2 separate regions of the Mus musculus genome follow, and region 2 is linked to region 1. Evidence: chromatin contacts called from public Hi-C data. All regions are on one chromosome and are shown on one strand. The core of a region is the stretch at or near the end of the contact, and the rest is flanking DNA. Distances in the headings are between cores, read along the strand shown.

What was found. Hi-C and Micro-C count contacts between places; a contact is called where the count stands out from the background.
Region 2: a Hi-C map of uterus shows a contact between it and region 1. The contact joins two enhancer-like sites. A contact is called at or near these places in 1 of 484 Hi-C or Micro-C datasets (uterus) and 1 of 115 datasets of contacts at active chromatin or transcription factors (bone marrow-derived macrophages).

The regions. Positions count from the first base shown.
Region 1 is chr15:36,398,453-36,401,152 of GRCm38.p6, reverse strand. No RefSeq gene overlaps it. Among named protein-coding and RNA genes, the nearest start is that of Gm34150, 25 kb to the right of the region's middle. Within about 2 kb of position 1,287, at least 32 of the 459 cell types and tissues checked have an H3K27ac peak or open chromatin away from gene starts, as enhancers often do. A contact at or near this core is called in uterus, where this site is marked.
Region 2 is chr15:36,577,454-36,580,153 of GRCm38.p6, reverse strand. No RefSeq gene overlaps it. Among named protein-coding and RNA genes, the nearest start is that of Snx31, 23 kb to the right of the region's middle. Within about 2 kb of position 1,418, at least 121 of the 459 cell types and tissues checked have an H3K27ac peak or open chromatin away from gene starts, as enhancers often do. A contact at or near this core is called in uterus, where this site is marked.

The DNA of each region.
Region 1 (2,700 bases), core at 38-2,537:
TGTGTAAGACACTGAGTTTGTGGTAATTTAATGTAATAAGCAATACAAAAACCAACATACTTACATCATGGGTCATTGTGACATTTTCAAGGCTGATCTGTAGCAAATGGATTGTTGCTGTTATTGTTTATAGAAAGGAACCAAGAGTGATGATCTACTCAATATTAATGACACATCTGCGCCCCACCCCTGGCGGTTTGAGAGTCTGGGAATGGGGAGCAAAATTGTAGCCTTTAGAAATGACCCAAGAGATTGTTGAGTATAGCCACTCCTTTGAGGTCAGGTGATAACTTGTGGTCTCTAGCACCACAAGTTGGGGTGCTACCCTCTGGCCCCATGGTCCCTTGACCTATCCCCTGTGTCAGGCTGCCTTAGCACCCCAAAAGCACTCCACAGCCCGAGACAGCAGCCACATTGTCTGATCTGAAGATTTTTTTTTTCCTGCCAAGTGAGCTCTTTTGTTATTGTGAGTACTTTCAAAGCACAAAGGAGTGCGTTCGGGCATGCTGATAGTCCGTGCCACACTCTCAAAGCAGCTGGCAGAGCCTTAAACATGTCAGAAATGTGCCTTGTTGTCTACCATGTCCCAGCCTTGCCCAGCAGGAAACTTGGGGTGTGGCAGAAGAAATGTGCCTCTACTCCGGGGCTCATGGATGATCCCGAGCACTTTCAAGTTTGATGATCTCTGTACACTGCACTGGGCTGGGTACCGAGCATCAAATGCAGCTGGATAGGCTCCTCTCGCTGGACTAGAAATATCCTGTCTGTTCTTGATGTCCTATGGGGCAATCACGCAGAATGTAATTAAACAAATACCAAGAAAGCCCACTCTATAACAGAACTGAGAGCCTAGAGGTGGGACAGCAGAGATAATACAGGCTGGGGCTTGACCTCACTGAGCAAGCAAACAAGACCAACATTCTACGATCATTAGCCATCGATACCCTCCCAGGTTGTGAACTATAGCTTTTAAAAGTCTCACTGCTTTGGAGTCTAATTTGTACATCATTTCCCCTGGAGGTTAGCATGCAGATTCTGGGAAAGGACACTGCAGCATTTCTGATGAGCGTCCAGTGTTAGAGGCTGTTGGAATAAGGACCAAACTGAGTGAAAAGGTGACAAACCTCTTAAGGCAATTCTGTATCCATTCTAGCCTAGGATTGGAACAGGCGACAGGGCCCATCCTTCTCACAGGAGAGAAAACCTGAGACTTTGAGGGTCACAAGCAGACCTGGGCTGTCAGCCAAGGACTTCTGTGGGCCTCTCCCACTTTATCGAAGCCTGAGGCAGCTGCCTAATTATCTCTGGCTTTAAAAGCATAGACACACACAACCCATGCAGACTCCTTACACGTAAGGGAGCTCCCTCTGGTCCAGACTTCGATAGAGGAACAGCTGTCAGTCTGGGGTGCCTCTCTGTGATAAGGAAAGGGCACACTCACCTTGCTGGTGAGGGCGAGAGGGAGGTGGCTCTGGATGTTTGTAGCCCCTCTCAAGTTTCTCTTTAACAATAATGTCCTTCCAATCTCTTACAACCAAGAAGAAATGGGAAGCTGGGTTTTCTTGGATTTGTTCCAGTCTGAGCAGCTGGAATCTACTGGACATGCTCGGTCACTCTCTCCTGAGACAGGACAGCTGGGTCAGGGCAACCACTACATTGAGAAGCCTCACTCCCACCCTGCTTCCCACCTCATGTCGGGGCAGGCTCCCTGGCAAGGCAGGCCTTGCCCCCTATGCCCTGCTCCCCTTCTTGCTAAGGCTGGTATAATTTCCCAACACTTAAGAGTTTTTGGTTTCTTTGTTTGTTTGTTTTTGGAAAATCTTCACACCATATCAAACATATTAAAGGCATCCACATCAATTTTATTTTGTGTTTGGCCAATGTGAACAAGCAGTAGTTGTTAGTAATCTAGCTATAAAAAAAAATGATGTCTATAATTCTGCCTTTGAAATAATTTGTTACAAATTCATTTTATGAAGGGCTAGGCTTTCTTCATAATTGGTCAGCAAGCTGTAAAGAAAAGGACTTATTGTTTTAAGCATCATGATTTTGTTTATGAAGTCCCAACTTATTCATGAAACTAGCATGCCATTTTTTGTAGGTATTTAATTGAGTCTACTTAAATTCAATTGGGCTGTTTTCTTTCTCTGCTTTGTTTGGAGCTCCTCACAAATTTTACAGGGACCTGAAATGTTTCCTTAGACTGGCCAGGTCTAAAAAATGTCAGGCGATGCCAGAGCAGGCTGTATAGAAGCTGCCCGGGGACCCTTACCAGCCGTCTCCACACTTTGCTTCCTTCCTGCATTTTCTTACCTCCAGGGACCCAGTTTTAACCAGCAATTGGTTTCCATGGTGACAGGGAATGTCCATCTAGGGAAAAAACTTGGCAGAAACATCAGGTCTAGGAGCTTTCTTAAAATGACTAAAATTTAAATGTAGGAGGTGGAGTACATAATGAGTAAAGCAGGGAAATTATGTAGAGTAGTCAGGATTGAAGAAAGGTGTGTGTGTGTGTGTGTGTGTGTGTGTGTGTGTGTGTGTGTGTGAGAGAGAGAGAGAGAGAGAGAGAGAGAGAGAGAGAGAGAGAGAGAGAGAGAATAGATGGTGGGAGCACGGTAGCTATAGCTATACACAAGTGCCAAATGGTCCTTCCTCCCTGACAGCACTGCTCCTTATCGGGGCCCTCTGGACAAATCATTT
Region 2 (2,700 bases), core at 169-2,668, 180 kb before region 1:
GGTTTCCTTAGAGGCTAAAGGCTACCTAAGGAGGACAGGGAGTGTTCATAACTTGTGGTGCTAAAGTCAGAAAGGGGTCGGAGGCAGCGAGAGAACAAACAGGTGCAAAGATTTGAGCGTGAACCCTACTCTACTGCTCACCCCACTCAGCCCTTCTTAGTGTTTTCCACTGTAAAGCAATGATAACAACTCCTGTGGGTTATCGGGAAGATTTGTGCAGATAAGATACATAAGCTGTCCAGTAGACAGGTAATCAACAGATTGAACTAAATGTTGTTATATGCCCTGGACAGTACTATGAGGGCTACCTGGGAGATCTTTTGCCTAAAATCACACTCTCTCTTCTCCTTGGAAGCTGTACTTGAATAACCAACATCAGGAATTGGTGTTAGAATGTATGCTGTGATTTCTAGAAGACCCATGTTAAAGGGCAACCTCACCACTTGCAAGTGGAGCCACTACAGCAAGCCTTTATCAAGAACTAGTCCAATCAGAATGGGCCTGGTGGCACAGGGCTGCCATCCTAGCTACTCAGGAGACAGGCACAAGGGTCACAAGTCAAAGGTCTGCTGGGACAGCCTATTGAGCCCCATGTCAAAATAAGTAAAATTTAAAGAGAGAGCTATAGATGATAGATAGGTAGGTGATAGCTAGATAGAATACACAGACACACACACACTTTATATAGGTAGACAGACAGATATATATATCGATCTCAGATGTAAAGTGTTCACTGTACATACATGAGGACTGAGTTTGGATCCCAGCACTAGCGTGAGAGTCTGGGTGTGTGTAATCCCCTCCCTGGGAGAGCTGAAGTGGAAGGATCACTGGGGGCTTCCTGGTCAGCTATTCTAGCCATTCAGTCAGCTCCAGACCCAGTGAAAGACCCTCTTCTTTGTAGAATAAAGTACTGGTCCTACACACACACACACACACACACACACACACACACACACCCCACATATACATGGATACACATACAAGCACACACACAGTCTACAGATATGCTCAGTGGTACAGCATTTGCCTAGACCCTGGGCTCAATCCTCAAAATTGAAAGAAAAACATCAGTTTAATTGATCAGCAAAGACTGAACTTGGAGAACAGGGCACTGCTGTACTTGTGATAAGTACTTTTTGTGCCCACTTGATCGTGGACTGCCTAAGTTCTTGATGGCTCCCCCTGATTGTATCTTTCTCTTGGAAGTATTTGGGCAATTAGCAAAGACATTGCACACAAAGGACAACTGCCTGGGCAAGAGGGAGTCAGAGTGGAGGCTTGTCTGTCTGTTAGCCAGTCCCACCGTGGGAGGGAGAACGGGAACTTCTTTCCCTCAGGAGCATGAGTGCTGCAAAGCCTGGCAGCAGTGTGAACGCGGAGCCTTCTGCAGTAGTCCACAGGGGGGCGCCATGTGCCAATCTTAATCTGTAAGATTCTGTCAAGAGGCGGAAGTTCACAAGCAACTGCTATGCAGAGACCAGTGTTGGTGCGGCTGCTTGCTGCCGAGGGAGCCCTGGCTGGCTTTCTGGCCCTTGCTCTCTCCGGATCTGAAAGTGAGGATCAGCCATCCAGTCTGAGGACTACACAATTCAGCGGCATCGCGAACTCCCAGGAAGTGCTGACATCCATCCACTCCTCAGGGCCTGCCCCTTGGAGGACCCGGTCAGAAGATCTGGCGTCGAACAGGACAGGATGGAGCAGCGAGGGGTCTGATGGCTTATTTTTTAATTCCTCTGGTGACAGTTTTATTGGGCTGTTATTTACATATGTTGTAACTCACCCATTTAAAGTGTACTGTTCAGGGGCTGGAGAGATGGCTCAGCGGTTAAGAGCACTGACTGCTCTTTCAGAGGTCCTGAGTTCAATTTGCAGCCACCACACGGTGCCTCACAACCATCTGTAGTGAGATCTGATGCCCTCTTCTGGTGTGTTTGAAGAGTGGCAATGTACTCACGCACACAATAAACAAACAAATAAATCTTTAAAAAAATTTGTACAGTTCAACGAGCTTGCTGAACACACGCATGGTTATGCAACCACCACCCTAACCATCCCTCAAAAAACTCAAAAAACCCTCTGTCTGTGATCTCACTTCCCAAAACCCCACTCCCAGGCAACACAGTTTTTACTTCTGAGTCTACAGAGTCACCTACTCTGGAGATTGATATAAATCAAGTGATGAGTTTAGTGCCTTTGCTTCTGGCTTGTCTCCCTGTTTGCAAGCTTTATCCCTGAGGCTCATGCAGCGGTGCTCATGCCAGTGTCTTAAGCAATAGAATTCTATTTCACTGTGTGAAATCCATAAACAAAATCCACATTTTGTTTATTGGGTCCTTATTTAATGATTTTTTTCTGTGTTCTAATTTATTATGAAGGATGTTGTTAGGACTATTCTCTTGAGAATAGTCATTTATTCTTTTTATTTATTCTTATATGTGGGGTATGGTGGTCAGGGAATAGCTCTGCAGAGCTGTTTTTTCCTTCCACCTTTCTGGGGGTTCCAGGGATTGAACTCTCATCACCAGATTTGTATAACAAGTCTTGCTACTCACTGAGTGAGCTCACCAACCCTTTTATATATGTGTTCTTGTAGGGACAAGATTGATTTATTTATTGTGTGTGTATGTGGTGTGCCTGTGTGTGCCTATGTGTGTGCACCTGTATGTGTATGTGTAGTATATGTAATTGTTAGTGTGG